Linked DNA regions of Rattus norvegicus: region 2 is linked to region 1. A link is a contact called in public Hi-C data. All regions are on one chromosome and are shown on one strand. Each heading gives the region's core, a stretch centred on a gene start, on an enhancer-like site or on the middle of the called end of the contact. The rest is flanking DNA. Distances are from core to core; before and after follow the strand shown. Region 1 overlaps Star (steroidogenic acute regulatory protein). Region 2 holds the start of Ddhd2 (DDHD domain containing 2).

Region 1 (7,876 bases), core at 3,427-5,926:
CTAGTTTAGCAATGCTGACATATGTCTGTTCCAGTTAGACCCTACGTATCTTAGAGACATTGCTCTTATTTTGAAACAGGGTTTGCAATATAGTTCAGGCTGCCTTCAATCTCAGGATCCTCCTGCCTCAGCCTCTCTAGGGCATGCACTTCAGTTCCTACTTCCTGTAGTTCCTTTTAAGTATCCCCTGCCAAGGGAGCCTCTGTTTCCTCTTTTGATTTTTTTCTCTGTCTGCTTGACTTGAACTTGTTGCAGGTTTCCATTAACTTTGGACCATCCTTCAAATACCCTCCAAAGGACGTCACTTACCACCCTGTGAGTACAACAAAAGACTACATTCATTCTTGACCTTTTTGTTTCTTGCTCTGGCTTCTGTAATCTCCCATTCTCCTGTTTTTATTGTTCCTGCAGATGAGTGACATGGGCTGGGGTGCTGTGGTAGAACACACTCTGGCTGATGTTTTGTATCATGTGGAGACAGAAGTGGACGGAAGGCGCAGTCCGCCTTGGGAACCCTAGCAGATCCATGCTTCTTATGACATTGTGAAATGATCCTGGCCTTTTGCTTTTGTTATATAAAGTGTCAAATGTTTTCCCAAAGATGGTGCAGTACACTTTCATCAAGGTAAAAGGTGGATGGGACTGCAGCAAGCATTCCCTCCCCTCCCCACTCCTGCTCTCACTCTGAGTGCCGTAAATCAGCCGCCGACTCTGAAGAGCCCATAAGCTCCATGTAAAACTGGTGCTGTGCCTCTGGCCTGCCATGGAGGACTTGTTACTTTCCTGTGTATCTAAATAGTGAGTAATCATGCCCAGCTTATTTAAAGATGTTTCATCGCCCTGGTTTCTGGGGAGGCAAGCTTATTTCTGAGTGGCAGTACATTCCAGAGCAGTCTAGAAGCAGTCTTTGTGGTGTGGAGTTTGGTTATCTGTGAACCTAGTGGGGCTGTACAAGCTAGGGTTATGGAAGGAATCTCCCTGGGGTTAAAAGCTAGATCTTTCCTCCAGTAAAACTCGTGTTCAAGTCTGTGTGGTGCTTGGCTTCACCTGAAGTTGAGTTCCTGTTGTGAGGGCAGAGTGAGCAGTGTGAGGTGGGAGCAGCACTGGCAGGACAGGACAGGACAGGACAGGACAGACTTCTGACGTGAGTGCCAACCCCACTTTCACTGCTGTCCTCGCGGGGCACCCAGGCGCTTTCACTGTGTGCACAGTGCACTCTGGGAGAGCAAGCATGGGGAAGGCCTCTAGCTCCTCTCTGAACCTGGTGTTGAAGTGGGCAGCTTGTCCTCTGCCTGCCTTTCTACTAGACAGCCAATGATTAAGATGAAAAACTGACCATGTGCCTGCCTTTAGGAGGACTCCTGGATGCCCTTGCTTTTAAATAAATCAGTTTGTTGTGGCAAATGCCTAAAGACTTCCCTATGTAGTTTTTTTTTTTTCCTTGTTAAACCTCAGTACTAGGTAAAATGATTAACCAGGAACTAGATATAGATAGTATGCAGAATTATCATAGCATATTCTTACTGTTCTAATTATTTTGTTTTGCTATTTAAGAAATTCCCTAAGGTTCAAGTGACTGTTAACACAAATGGGAATTCTATTACACTTGTCTCCTACTGAATCACCAGACTTCTTTCATACATTGAATATCTTTTTTTGCTTTTTGAGACAAGGTCTATCTACATAGCTTGGCTGGCTTCAAACTGACAGGAATGTGCCTTCTTTAGGGGAGTCGGTATTATTTTAAGCTAGGGGACACACCCTATCAGCTGCTAGATACCCAATAAAGCAAGAAATTGGGGATGAGGTACTGCACACAACTGTGCACAGGTCTCTGTCCGCCCGCTTTTAAAACTAGGTGTCCGTATCTGGCTTCTGTACATTAGAAGTAACCAAGGCACTGCTTGACAATACTTTGTGTCTGAAAGAAATGGCCAGATGCTAGTGGGCCCCACCATTAATCCCAGCACTCAAGAAAGGCTGAGTGAGGCAGCAAGGTTAATATGAGTTTCAGGCCAGCTTGGGCTACAGAGTGAGTGAGACCCAGTCTTAAAAGAACAAAATGGAAGCGAGACAAACAGTATGTGTACGGCTATGGACTTGGATGCGTCAATATGATTTGTTGGAAAGATTAAAAAAGAACTACCAATCTATCGGTACCTATAATCAGACTGCCAATGACAGCTGCCTTTATTCAGATGTAAAAGTAAATGAATGGGGATAACAGCTCAGACGGTAGAGAGACAGTTACAGTGTGTAGGGAGCCGGGGTGTTCCCGTTACAGCCACACAGTGCTTGCTGCAGGCCCTGTCCTTCACTGTCAGCTTCTGAAACCAGCGAGGAGCAACAGTACTCTCTGTCAGAGTAGACTGAGAAAGTCAGAATGAATTACAATAAATACCAGCTGTTAAGTCTTCAGACTTCAATAAATAAACACGCGTTCCACGTTGTTCTGTTCATAAATAAGCGCAGTCCTTGCAGGTGATGGGGACCCAGACGACTAAGACCGTTTACTCGGAGGGACAGAAAAGTGGGCCAGCAAGATGGCAGTGCAGATAAAAGTACTTGATGTCTAACCTGACAACCCAGGACCCAGGACGGGGCGGGGCACACTCCTGAAGTTGCCCTCTGACCTTCACGTGTATGCGGTGGCACACACACACACTCACAGAGACATTACATTATTCTTTTAAAGATGTCTAGAAGGAAGATCTTTAGGTTGTTATAATTGTTTCACCCTTATTCAGCAAAGGGATTCCAGTATTTGTGTGTAAGATACTTAGTGCAGATGTGAGTACACACAGCCATCAGGAGCACTCTGGAGTCAGTTTTTCCAGTTCCCTCCTTCCGTCTCCGTCTCTGTGGCTTCCTGGAGTCTTCCCTCTTTGTGGCAAGCATTATTACATACCGAGTCATTTTGCTGCTCACAACTTACATTTTTGTGATTTTTTTTTTTCTTTCTTTGAGACAGGGTTTCTCTGTGTAATAGCCCTGACTTTCTTGGAACTCATTCTGTAGACCAGGCTGACTTCAAATTCAGAAATCCCCCTGCCTCTGCTGGGATTAAAGTCATGTCCTCCCAGTGAATATCTTTAAAGTGCATCTTCTCCAAATCCTGAAACGGGAATGCTGTAGCTTTCCTGACTCCTAACTCCTGTCTGCCTACATGGTAGCACTTGACCTTTTCAAACAAGGGAGCTGCTACTCTGAGCCGAGCTGACATCTAGTCTGTTACCAACTGACCTCATAAACAGTAGGCATGGTCACTTATCTTAGCATTATTGGTCAGTATTCATTATTCTGTATAATCCTTTTAATTAGGTCAGTGAAAATCCTGTCATAGTCTTCCTGCCAAAAAGCTATTACTCTTTTAACTACCAACTCTGGAGAGTTTTGCTTTATCTGTTGTGAGATGTCTCACTGTGGTCCAAGCTGGCCTGGAATTGAGGGCAATTCACCTGTGTCATCATTTAGAGTGTTGACATTAAAGCCGTTGAGCTACTGTGCCTGACTAGGGTTTCGTTTTTAATGTTTATGGGTGTTCAGCCTACATATTTGTATGTCTGTGTACCATGTGGGAGCCTGGTGTCCACTAAGGCTACAATAGGGCATCAGATTCCCTGGGACTCGAATTATAGTTATGAGCTGCCAAGTGGATGCTGGGAATCGAACCTGGATTCCTTAGAAGAGCAGCTTGTGCTCCCAATGCTTTTTAGCCATCTTTTCAATCTCTGGTTTTATATTTTTAAGATATTTTTATATTTTCATTATGCAGCTCTGGCTATCCCTCTATGTAGACCAGGTTGGCCTCAGATTAGAAAGATCCCCCTGCCTCTGCCACATGAGTGCTGGGATTAAAGGCCTGTGCCACCACACTGGCTTTTAGCTGGAGTTCTGTAAGAACCAATTTAGAGTTGTGTTTGTTATGAAATTACATTTTTAGGAAAAAGTCTATTAACGTCAAATGACATAAATGTCCAGAAGTTTATTCCCTTCAATGGACTAGGAGGTTTAAACCCAGAAGTCTAGTGAAGCTGCGATTGCCATCACTGATTCCTTAGACTGGGGCTTGATGTATACAGGCTGAAATGTGCATGTGAGGTGCTTTATTATCATGGGATAAAGTAGGGAGGCTGCAGAGTGATCATTTCATTTCTCCTTAGAGAAAAGTTGGAATACTCTGGAGGGGTAGTTTCAAGTTGTGGCCTTTTACAGAGGAGCAGAGGGTCACAGAGTTTCCTAGGTAAAACCTCGCTTTGTGCACACACTGCCTTCAGGTAGTGGCATTTGGAGCTCATAAGACAACAGTTCCTGATCCTTAGCGCACCCTCGCCCCATCAGCTGCTGACAGTTTAGTAAGGTGTTTTTTAGGTCAGCATGTACAGGCCTCGAAAAAAGGTTTCATAGATACCTGTCCCTTAACCTTTACTTCACAGCTAGTGGGAGACACTGCAGAACCTTTATTCTAAGCCTCAGTTCTGTTTTCCTGTAGTACGTTTTTACCAGTCAGTCCTAGTGTCTAATGACTACTACCCCTCTCGTTGTCCTTGGCTGAAGGTGAACAGACTTGCAGACTTCCTGTGAGAACTTCCAATGGCGTGCAGGTAGATGTGGTGGGCAGTCCTTAACACTGGGCCTCAGAGGCAGGGCTGGACTCCAAGCGCTTGCGCAAGTGGCTGGCGAACTCTATCTGGGTCTGTGATAAGACTTGGTTGATGATGGTCTTTGGCAGCCACCCCTGGGGTAGAGAGAGACGAGAGCGCTGGGATCCTGGGCATAGTTCTGTACCCCACATAGGCAGGGGCCCCTCAAACTTGGCCTTGTGGGTTAAGGGTACAGCTTTTGCTACCTTATTGATAAAGATGGATTCCCACTATATGACCCCAGGACATCTGTTGTCACCTGAAAGGTGACAGTTATCACCTACTGGGCCCAGGATCACCTTTTTAAATGGTCATAATTATATATGAAACTGATTTTTTCTATGTTAACTCAGGCTATCTTAGAATCTCAAATGTGTGTTCTTTCTACTTCTGCCCACAAGTACTGGAATTTATGACACTGCACCCAGCTTTTTAGATGAGGTGAAAGGAAGCTTTTATAGGTTCCATGGTGGCAGAATAGCAAGCTATGTTTAAGTTCATTGCTTATCCAACAGCCTGTGACTATCAAAACACAAGAGGAAGGCTGGCAAGATGGCTTAGTGGGTCAAAGTTCATGCCTAACAGTCTGAGTTAAGTTTCTGGGACTCAGAAAGAGGAGGGAAAGACCCAAGTCAACAGTGTCCTCTGACTTCCACATTGATGTGACACGTGAGCTCCCACATTCACACATGCACATCGTGCACACACAACAATTTTTTTTTTTTTTTTTTTTGGAGCTGAGGACCGAACCCAGATCCTTGCGCTTGCTAGGCAAGCGCTCTACCACTGAGCTAAATCCCCAACCCCAACAGTAAATGTTTTAGAAGTCAGTATGCAAGCGGCTTCTCCTCTCCATGGGAGGCAAGAGCATATTTCTGTGGCTGCTTCCTACTCCCAGGCCTCTCTGCCCCTCTCTCACCTTGAGGTCAATACTGAGCAGCCACGTGAGTTTGGTCTTTGAGGGACTTCCAGCCAGTGGATGAAGCACCATGCAGGTGGGACCGTGTTCAGCTCTGGCAAATGAAGAGTAGACAAGGCAGGAGGACGGGTTAGAATTCTTAGACTGGTTAGTTAGTTATACTTCTAGAGTCCCTTGTCTCTTAAAGTTCATCAGGAAGTCCTTTACCCTAATGCTGTGTGACAGTTGGCATGGACTAGTTCATCAGAACATGCTTGTTGTGGCTGGATGCCTCCTGCTGGGCCACCATTGTTAGAACCCAAAGCAGGAGCCTGCTCTAGCTTTGGGAAATTATTAGGATTCTTAGAAGTTCCGGGGAGGGTAGAACAAAGCACCTGGCTGTGGAAGTGGGGCTACTCTGGCCATTACTTTCTTGTTAAAGCTGACTGGGGCTAACAATTGGTTTCTTGGAGGTGGGGATCAAGGTTATGGCTCTGCAGTTTGGAGACGGCTGCCAGTTTTACCTGATGACACCGCTTTGCTCAGGCATCTCCCCAAAGTGTGTGGCCATGCCTGCCAGCACACAGGTGGAACCTCTACGCTTGGTACAGCGTACGCTTACGAAGTCTCGGGGCCCCACCAGGTTGCCTGCTGCTGCTGCAGCCAGCTCATGGGTGATGACTGTGTCTTTTCCAATCTTCTTCAGGACCTAACGCAGAGTTGGAGTCAGGACTCAGCAGTGATAGGCTAAGCACCCATAGTTCAGATCTGCATTAGCTTGGCTCCCTGCTGCCACACTTGGGCTTTCCTCACCTTGATTTCCTTGACATTTGGGTTCCACTCTCCCATGGCCTCCATGCGGTCCACCAGTTCTTCATAGAGTCTGTCCATGGGCTGGTCTAGCAGCACCTCCAGTCGGAACACCTTGCCCACACCTGGCACCACCTTACTTAGCACTTCATCTCCATTCTCCTGTTAGGGACAGAAGACAGCCAGGGGCTAGCGTTAGAGGAATTTATTCCTAGGCTAGGTCTAGACAGTACTAGGAAAGGGGACAGCAGGTCTACAGTGAGCATTTGGGTACCTGGATCTCAACCTGCTGTGGATCCAGTAGGTAGACACTGCAGCCATAAGCTCGTATGCCCACTGGAAGTGGTACCTTGGCTTTGGTTTTGGTGATGAATGTTGGTAGCATGGACGGTCCTTCCAACTGAAATGGCCTATACTTCAAAGCTCAAAGGGTCTGAAGGACAGACCTGGGAGTATAAGATGTCTGATCTACAACAGCTAATGAGATAGATAATGTTGGGTTCGTTGGTTTTCTGCTTTGTTGGCTCAATATGTCACTTTAGAAAGTTGGTGATTTACCCAGGGTTGCTTAGCAAAGAGCAGTGATAAGTCTTAGTCTGTTAGATCCTGTTAATCGGTTTCCATTACTTTAAGAGCTTGAGCAGCAAGGTGTTTCATCTGAGCCGTGGGTAATGAACACTAAACTTTTGTTGAAGATAAGGCCGCCAAAGTAGATCTAATCGAGCTACTGTTTTAACAGGTTTTGCTTCTGTGTGAGGATGAGATATTATCCACTGAGCTTGTCTACAGGGTAGGCTGCACAGTACAGAATGTACTCTAGCATTGTGCTGGTTGTAATGGTGGGTAGTATGTCCCCTAATACGTGTGGTTTCTACTGGGTGAGTGTACAGCTTTCAGAGGGTAGTTGAAATATAGGAATAACGTTTCTCAATGAGGTCTTACGGAGGAAGGGTTATCTGAGAACATATTCTTTGTTTGCTTGTTGAGGAAGGATCTTACTATACAGCCCTGGCTGGGCTGGAACTTGCTATGTAGACCAGGCTAGCATTATACCCCCAGAGATCCACATGCATCAGTCTCCTGAGTGCTGAGATTAAAAGGTATGCACTCTTACCCCCCACCTAATGATACATTCTTAGGAGAGTTCTCAGAGTAAAACTACTTGGCTGTTTATCGATTGCAAATGCAGCAGGAATCCCAGCAGGCCTTGGGCATGCTAGTGGGACTGTGGGTTTCTCAGAGCCACCTTTACTTACCTGCTGGCTTTCCTTCTTCCAGCCTTCCTGGTTGTTGAGTATGCCCAAGGCCTTTTGCATAGCTTCCTCTCCTTGCTGGATGTAGGACAGCTCCTGGTCACTGTAGAGTGTTGCTTCCAGTTGAGAACCTATATACATAGCCAAGGAAAAAAAGAAAACAAGGTCCTAGCCCATCCACAGCTCTCATCCCTTTGCTCTTTGAATGTGTTCAGTCCTCAGGGGAGATAAGATCAAAGCCATAGGGTCCTGACTCCAAGTCAAGGTAGACA
Region 2 (7,876 bases), core at 3,456-5,955, 52 kb after region 1:
ACAGCTCTGTGGTTAAGAGTGCATACTGTTCACAGCCAGAATACAGCATATACAGTGGTGAATGCCAGCAGCAAACCACTGAACTGAGAATAGGACCCCCGTTGAAGGAATCAGAGAAAGAACTGGAAGAGCTTGAAGGGGCTCGAGACCCCATATGTACAACAATGCCAAGCAACCAGAGCTTCCAGGGACTAAGCCACTACCTAAAGACATGGACTGACCCTGGACTCTGACCTCATAGGTAGCAATGAATATCCTAGTAAGAGCACCAGTGGAAGGGGAAGCCCTGGGTCCTGCTAAGACTGAACCCCCAGTGAACTAGACTGTTGGGGGGAGGGCGGCAATGGGGGGAGGGTTGGGAGGGGAACACCCATAAGGAAGGGGGAGGGGGAAGGGGATGTTTGCCCGGAAACCGGGAAAGGGAATAACACTTGAAATGTATATAAGAAATACTCAAGTTAATAAAAAAAAAAAAAAAAAAAAGAGTGCATACTGTTCCTGCAGAGGGGCCTGAGTTTGGTTCTTAGAACTCATATCAGGCAGCTCACAACTTCCTGTAACTCTAGGTCCATAGGATGCAACACTAAGGATGCTACACTTGTGTATAGCCTCCCCAGCGCCACCCCCACCCCCACACACGTTCTTATTTAAAAATTAAAGCCTTTTCAATGACATAGAGATTCCATGTAACCTTTACCTGGTTTCTCCTGGTAGCAACAGGTAACAGACACTGCTCAACTGGCTTGGAAGTCACTGTAGACCAGGCTAGCACCCTGAGTGCTAGGATTGAAGCCATGTACCACCCACTGTGGCCTTATTTTGTCCATTTTCTAACTGTTATTAATACACCTTAAGAATACTTTCCATCTTTAGAAAATCTGTGATAACATAGAGTTCCAATATATAACTCAATTCTATTATATTAACACCTTTATGGGACATTTATAATAGCCATCCTTGGTATTTACCTGATAATCTTCTTTTTCCTTTTAAGAGTCATGTTTCCTTAGGGGTGTCTTGGCTGTGCTACGTCCCTGGCTTCACTTGTTTATGACAGTCTGGGAACTACTGCCTGAACTATTTTGTAGATTGGCCTTCAGATATGAAATTAGACTGGAGCTATGAGTTTGAAGAAGAGAAAGCACAGAGGTGGGTAGACCCTCTCGTCAGTCTGTCAAGGTAATATATATGTATATATATATAATATACGTGTATATATGAGATATAGATATGTATATGTACATGTATATATTCAATACAGTATATACATATATTGTATATTCATACATATACTATGCATGTTATATATATATATATGCATATATACACATACATACTACCAACATGACATTGTACATGTTGACACCTTAATTACTGGCCAGAATAGTATCTGTCAGATTTCTACCCTGTAAAGGAAGTCTTTTAAAATGTTTTTCTTCATTTAGTAAGTGTACATGACTTACTTTATAGATCAATTATAAGTTGAAAAATTCCCTAAGTCAAAAATGGATTGAGGGCCAATGAGATGGCTCAGCAGGTAGAAGGGCTTGCTGCTAAGCCTGATAACCTGGGTTAATCCTCAGAATCCACATAAAGGTGTGTCCTGGCTACTTTTCTGTTGCTGTGATAAGATACCATGACCAAGGCAACTCGCAGAAGAAAATTCATTTGTGGCTTTCAGTTTATAGAGGGTTAGAGTCCATGACCTTCATGTCAAGGTATGGCAGCAGGTGAACAGGCATGGTGCTGGAGCACTGAGAGCTCACATCTTAAGCTACAGGCAAAGGTAGAGAGATAACTAGGAGTGAGCTCTTGAAACCTCAAAGCCTGCCTCCAATGGCACAGTTCTTCCAAAAAGGCCACACCACCTAATTCTTCCCAAACAATTTCACCCACTGGGAAAAAGGATACATACTCAAGGATGTGAGCCTGTGTGGCTGTCCTCATTCAAACAGGGGAAAGAGAATCCCACAAGTTGTCCTCTGAGCTCTACACATGCACTGCATCCTGAATATCTCCACACAATAAATAAATAAACATTTAAAATACTGAATTAAACGATGTAGAGCTTATTCCAGAAAGAGATGGGACTTATACTTGCTATCCGTCAGTTCTAACATTGCATATAAATCTCTTTAGGCACCTTCTAGCTACTATTCTTCCCTTTTGTTCCAGATCATGGATCAGCAACTACCTGAGATCAAATTTAATTCCCCATCTCTGTTAGTTTGCCTAATGTCTCTGCTGCTTTCGTGCTGCTAGCAGGCCAGTGGATTAGCTGCGACAGAGACCTGTGGCCATGGGACCCAAAATATTTACCAGATTTCTGTGCTAAAATATTGAAAGGGAAAAAGTAGAAGCTTGTTTCATAGTTACACACACACACACACACACACACACACACACACACACACACACACACACACGATTGCTCAGTGTTTAAGAATACTTGCTCAGGAAAAGGACTGGGTAACCCCCACCAGGGAGTTCACAACCACCTGTGCCTCTAGCTCTCTGGCCTTTGTGGGCACCTAGATATACACACATACATATAACTAAAAATAATGGAATAGTAAAAAATAGTAAAATATTTAACAAAAAGATTTAAACACAAATAGCTAGAAAATTAAGCGAACTTTTACTTATGGAGCTATCATAATATTTGTCTACAACTAGCTACTTCTTAGGCCTTTGGGGAACCTAAAATCTATTCTATTTGAGGCAGTGTGTTTCTCAAAGTACAGATCCCAGCTATTTGCATCTAAATCACACAGAGCACTTATTTAAAATGCAGATGCTAAAACAGATTCTTGGGTCCTGCCAAAGCCGCCCTGAAAGAGGACTTGTGATATATACCTGCATATTTGATTACTACCAATGTATGTAGTGCCTGACTCTTTTATAGCGTGCACTAAGATAAAGCCATCTGTTTACTTGTTATCTCTCTTGGAAGGACTCTGAACTTCTTCATGGTAGACACTGTGCTAACTACTTCTGTGTTTGAAGTTCAGAGTAGGCACATGGAGTGACTAGAGTTCACAAAGGAGTTCATCCCTGGATGATGAAGATTTTGGAGGTGCTTCCAAGAGTAACAAAAGCAGAACTATTCTCACAAAATCATAGGATCACAAGTTCAAGGTCATGGTCATCTTTAGCTTTACAGTTGGTCTGAAGCCAGCCTGGGATATCTGAGATCCTATCTCAAAAGAAAATGACAAGCTATTTTAAAATTAGAGCAATAACAAAACTCGCAAGTCCAGGATAGAGTGATATATTTTAATGACATATTTTACTGGGATATGGAAAAAAAATCATGTTTTCAGATTCCGAATTACAACTTGAGAAGCATTTTGGTGGCTATGTGTACAGCCTCTTGCCTGGTATACCCAAGGCTCTGAAATTGATCTCTGGCGCTGCTAATGAAAAATAAGATCTAGGGCCTGAAGAGCTGTCTTGACAGAGCATTTTTTTTTTTTTTTGCTCTTGCATAGGACCAGGGTTTGGCTCCCAGAAACAAAGTTACTATCACCTGTAACTCCAGTTCAGGGGATCAGACAGCCTCCTGACCTCCACAGGCACCAGGCACATACATGATACACACATATGAGTGCAAAACACTCATACACATGAAGTAAAATAAATCTAAAATTTTAAAAATACCACTGTTAAGGACACCCAGCTCCCTTTCCCCAAAATGGGGGCTTGTGGTGTGGCCTAGAGTCACAGCATGTACAATCCCTTGGAACCCTACAGTGAAAGGAAAACTGACACCTGCAAGTTGTCCTCTGATTTCCACACACATAGCAGTACATACATCACACACACACACACACACACACACACACACACACACACACACACACACACACAAATGTAATAATTAAAGGTTGGAGACCAATATGGGGCTGCACAGCAAGGTCATCGCAAAGCAAAAAACACCACACAAAGAAAGGGTGTTACATAAACGTGTGGATGTTTAAACCATATGGGTAAAAAATGTTCACGCTCAGTTCCTTCTCAGTTTCTGAAAAAAAATCTCGAACCCTTGCCTTGTAATCAAGTTAGAAACCAGTAAAGCATCTTGTCTTTCCTTCCTGCGGCACCTGCTAGTCGGGCGCTTCAGCAACAATCCACAATCTGCATCTCCAGCCCTGCCAGTCCCCAGAGTGCTGGGCTTGGGTTGACTAGCCACCGCCATCACCTTACATCATTTAGGATAAAGACAAACACCAAACCCCTCTCTCTTGACAGATCCTGTCAGACAGACCCTTCAGTCACCCTAGCCCTGCCCACCGGGTGTTGACAGGACCCACCAGGGGTCAAGACGTCCGACTCCCCTCGAGGAAGCACCGATTTCTGGTGGGTCCCGACACGTCGTCTTCTCAGCTCCTCCCTCAGAGCCTCAGCCCCACGACGGCCACGCGCGTGCTCCCCACGCCACCAGCGCGTGCCCGGCGCGTGCCCGGCGGCCGACGCCTGCCCGCAGGAGGAGCTACATCTCGCGCGAGTCCCCCGCACATCTCGCGACACTTCGGCAGGTCCTCCTGTGCCTCAGGCCCTGAACCGGGTGAGCGGACTCCGCAGGGCTCACTGCTCGCGGCTGGATCGCTGAGGAGCCCGTGGTGCGGGATTGGGGCGCGGCCACAGGCTCCGCCCGTCTGCCCGCCCCGCCCGGCTTGGGAGGTAGGCTGCAGCAGGGATGTGTCTCGGCTCCCTCCGCAAGGGCTGAGAGCGCGAGCGGCGCGGACAAGCGAAGCCAGGTCCGCGCAGGGGCCCGGGCCGGGCGAACCAGGTCGGGGTGGGGGAGGGCTCCAGTGTGCACCGTACCTCAGGGCATCCGTGAGCGGCTCGGCTGCTCTCGGCCGGGGCAGGGGGAGACTAGATCCCAAACTCGGAGCCGGTCGGGTGAGGAGGGCAGGCCGAGGTCTCCGGAGGATAACGGGGAGGCCTGGGAGCGTTTGTTCCTGAGCTGTGCGGTCGGACCGTGCCTGGTACAGGACGCCGCTCGTCTGTCTCCCACCCTGGGCTTTGGGTTCTACTTCTGCGTGTGCAGCGCTAGTCCGCCGGGTGCCTTAATGTTGGATAGGTGGGAACTCGCCTGTCATCCTTCTCCCCGGGGGCGATTGAGGTCACTTGCTACTTTTCACCCGAAACTCAGGCTCTCTGTCTTCGTGGGTCGGTGCGCAGCTATGGCTGCAGGCAAAGTTTCTGTTTGGGCGTTAAATGTACCACAGCCCGTATTGAAGCACACTGGCAGTGCCAGCCAAAATGGTTCTTGAGCGACTAGTTCTATTTTCTGTATATTAAGATTCCAATAGTTATGTAAATGTGCATGCAATAGAAATGCATAATACAGCCCGGGGGCCTTAAACCTACCTGTTTCACTGTATGTATGACACACTAAATGGCACACCTGGAAGTAGGAAATTTTCAGCCTTTGGTGCTACGTTTAGGTTGAAAATTGTGGTAAAATATCCTGTTTCAATCAGTTTCTTGAAATTTCTGTGTTTGTTAAAGAGCTTGTTGTGTGATTAAACATTTTTAGTTTTCTTTGGAGAATTGGGAGCTCAGTGCCGAATGGTGGAGCGGAACATTTTGTTTCCCTCACCAAATAATTTATATATATATAAAATTTGTTGCTTCAAGAACAGCTTCCAAAAACGATTTTTGAGTGTGTGAATATTTAGTGTCAATAGAGGCAAGATGATTCTCCTGATAGTTTTTTATTTTGTCTTCTAGAGCGAAATGTCATCAGGGGAATCGTACCAGGAGCAGCTGTCACAGTCAGATCCATCCCCCTCCCCAAACTCCAGTAGTTCCTTCGAGCTGCTAGACATGGATGTTGGCAGTTCCTACGAACCCGTTTCTCCACATTGGTTTTATTGTAAGGTAATAGACTCTAAGGAACTCTGGATTCCTTTCAACTCTGAAGATTCACAGCAGCTGGAAGAAGCACATGGCTCTGGTAGGAAGAAACTGGTAACTCTTAACAGATTCTAATAAACTAACAAGTAATAGCCCCGACTGTGATTGCTATTAAAATTAAATTTTAGAATTATCCCATTTTCATCTTTTTAAAACTGTGTTGTTTCTGCATAATTATCCAATACAGTTTTTGTATTCAAGCTTGTGTTTTACTTTTTAGTCAGAAAGTTTGTGTAGAGAGTAAGGTGTCACACTGCAGATTGAACTAACATGTCACCTTTGTTCCTGTGTAACAAAGGGTTAGTGATGATATAGCATCATAATTGTCATTAATTTGCCTTTCCATTCCTCAAGTAAAAACTCGAGAAAACCTCTGTGTGTGTTTGTGTGTCTGTATGAGTGTGTGAGTGTGCGAGAGGCATTATTGTCTTAGAAAAGGAGAAAAGTTCAGGTAGTATTTCTTTTTTTTTTTTTCATTAAAATATAATTGGTTTGAAATACTAAAAATTGCTCATGAAGAAGCTGAAGAAGAAAAGAAAAAGATAGGGTCCAGACTCCATTTGCGGAGTTGCCGGATAGAACCTGTTTATGCGTAGGTGATTGTTTGTACTGGGACTTACAATTGTGTTTTGGGATAGTCGTTGTGACATCGTGTACTTCTTTTCTCTTTTGTGATTCGTGATAGGAAAGGATTGTAATGAGAGAGTTGTCCCCACTGATGGGGGCAGATATGATGTCCATCTCGGGGAGAGGATGCGGTATGCCGTGTACTGGGATGAACTACCATCAGAAGTGAGACGGTGCACGTGGTTTTACAAGGGAGACAAAGACAATAAGTACGTCCCCTACTCCGAGAGCTTCAGCCAAGTTTTGGAGGTATTCCTCTGCTTCCGGTTTACCTACAGCCTTCCTCATTCTTTCTGTCCTATCGTCTAGTATTGTCTTGAATTCTTCTAACAGATCATGTGAAACTTCCAGGAAAAGATCACCTGCTTTTATGTCACACTTTATGTAATTTATCTCTGCAGGTTAGTTTCAGATTAAAGTTGTAATTTCATATTTCAAGTTTTATAGAAACTATATTGTGCCTTTTAAATCTTAATGTAGCTGGGCAGTGGTGGTATGCACTTTTAATCCCAGCACTCGGGAAACAGAGACAGATGGAGCTCTTGAGTTTAAGGCTACATTGGACATTGGAGTCTCTGGAACTGGAGCTATAAATACTTGTTTGCTGCCTTGTGGGTGCTAGGAATTGAACCCAGGTCCTCTACAAGAGCAGCCAGTGCTCTTAACCACCAAGCCTCTCTCCAGCCCCAGTTTGTCTTACTTTTACTCTGAGGAGTATATGGGTTTTCTTGAACTTGAAATTATCGATATTGATGTTATTGAATAATGATAGAATCCAAATAGTATTTTTGTTTTTAATCTGGTTTATTTATTGTGTGTTTGTTTGTTTAGTATGTTTCATTTTTTTTTCTTGAGCCAAAGTCTCACATACCCCAGACTAGCCTCAGAGTTAACAGGTAGCTGAAGATGATTTCAGCTTCTGATACTCCTGCCTCCGACCCCTTGATGGCTGGGACCCATCACTACACCTGGGTTCATACTTTGCTGGGGATAAAATGTGGGCCTTTCTGCATGCTAGGCAAGCACTTTACATTTTTTGAGATAGGATCTTGCTGTGTTTCTCTGGCTGGCTGGGAACTCACTTTGTGGCCCAGGTTGGCCTGAAATTCAAAGTAACCTTCCTGTTTTAGTTTTCTAAGTGCGGGGATCACAGGAGAGGCCACCACTGTGGCTGCTGGTCATGGTAAAAGATGTTAATGAGCTAGAAATACAGTTCCATGGCAAAGTGCTTGTCTGATATATGCAAGGCCCTGGACACATTCTCCAGCCCTGTGCTACCTAGAATTTTAAAATGAATTTGTTAAGTTGGAGAATGATTTTCTTA

Evidence for each region. A called contact is a pair of places that touch in the nucleus more often than the background predicts.
Region 2: a contact with region 1 is called in a Hi-C map of liver, with 2.3 times the contacts expected there. The contact joins the promoter of Ddhd2 here to the enhancer-like site in region 1. A contact is called at or near these places in 8 of 12 Hi-C or Micro-C datasets (the A7r5 cell line, the Rat2 cell line, Schwann cells and 4 more) and 1 of 1 datasets of contacts at active chromatin or transcription factors (oligodendrocytes).

What each region holds. Positions count from the first base shown.
Region 1 is chr16:72,965,380-72,973,255 of GRCr8, forward strand. Star (steroidogenic acute regulatory protein) reads right to left here. Exons shown (of 7, transcript NM_031558.3): 3 at 7,608-7,735; 4 at 6,355-6,513; 5 at 6,066-6,250; 6 at 5,563-5,656; 7 at 4,445-4,738. The coding sequence ends at 4,625. It overlaps Ash2l (ASH2 like histone lysine methyltransferase complex subunit), which reads left to right. Exons shown (of 16, transcript NM_001106089.1): 15 at 256-315; 16 at 412-1,031. The coding sequence ends at 519. Among named protein-coding and RNA genes, the nearest start is that of Star, 5.1 kb to the right of the region's middle. Within about 2 kb of position 4,677, at least 1 of the 93 cell types and tissues checked has an H3K27ac peak or open chromatin away from gene starts, as enhancers often do. A contact at or near this core is called in liver, where this site is marked.
Region 2 is chr16:73,017,647-73,025,522 of GRCr8, forward strand. Ddhd2 (DDHD domain containing 2) reads left to right here and starts at 4,706. Exons shown (of 17, transcript NM_001318416.1): 1 at 4,706-4,760; 2 at 5,740-5,965; 3 at 6,611-6,801. The coding sequence starts at 5,746. LOC120097398 (translation initiation factor IF-2-like) reads right to left here and starts at 4,444. Exons shown (of 2, transcript XR_010058737.1): 1 at 4,314-4,444.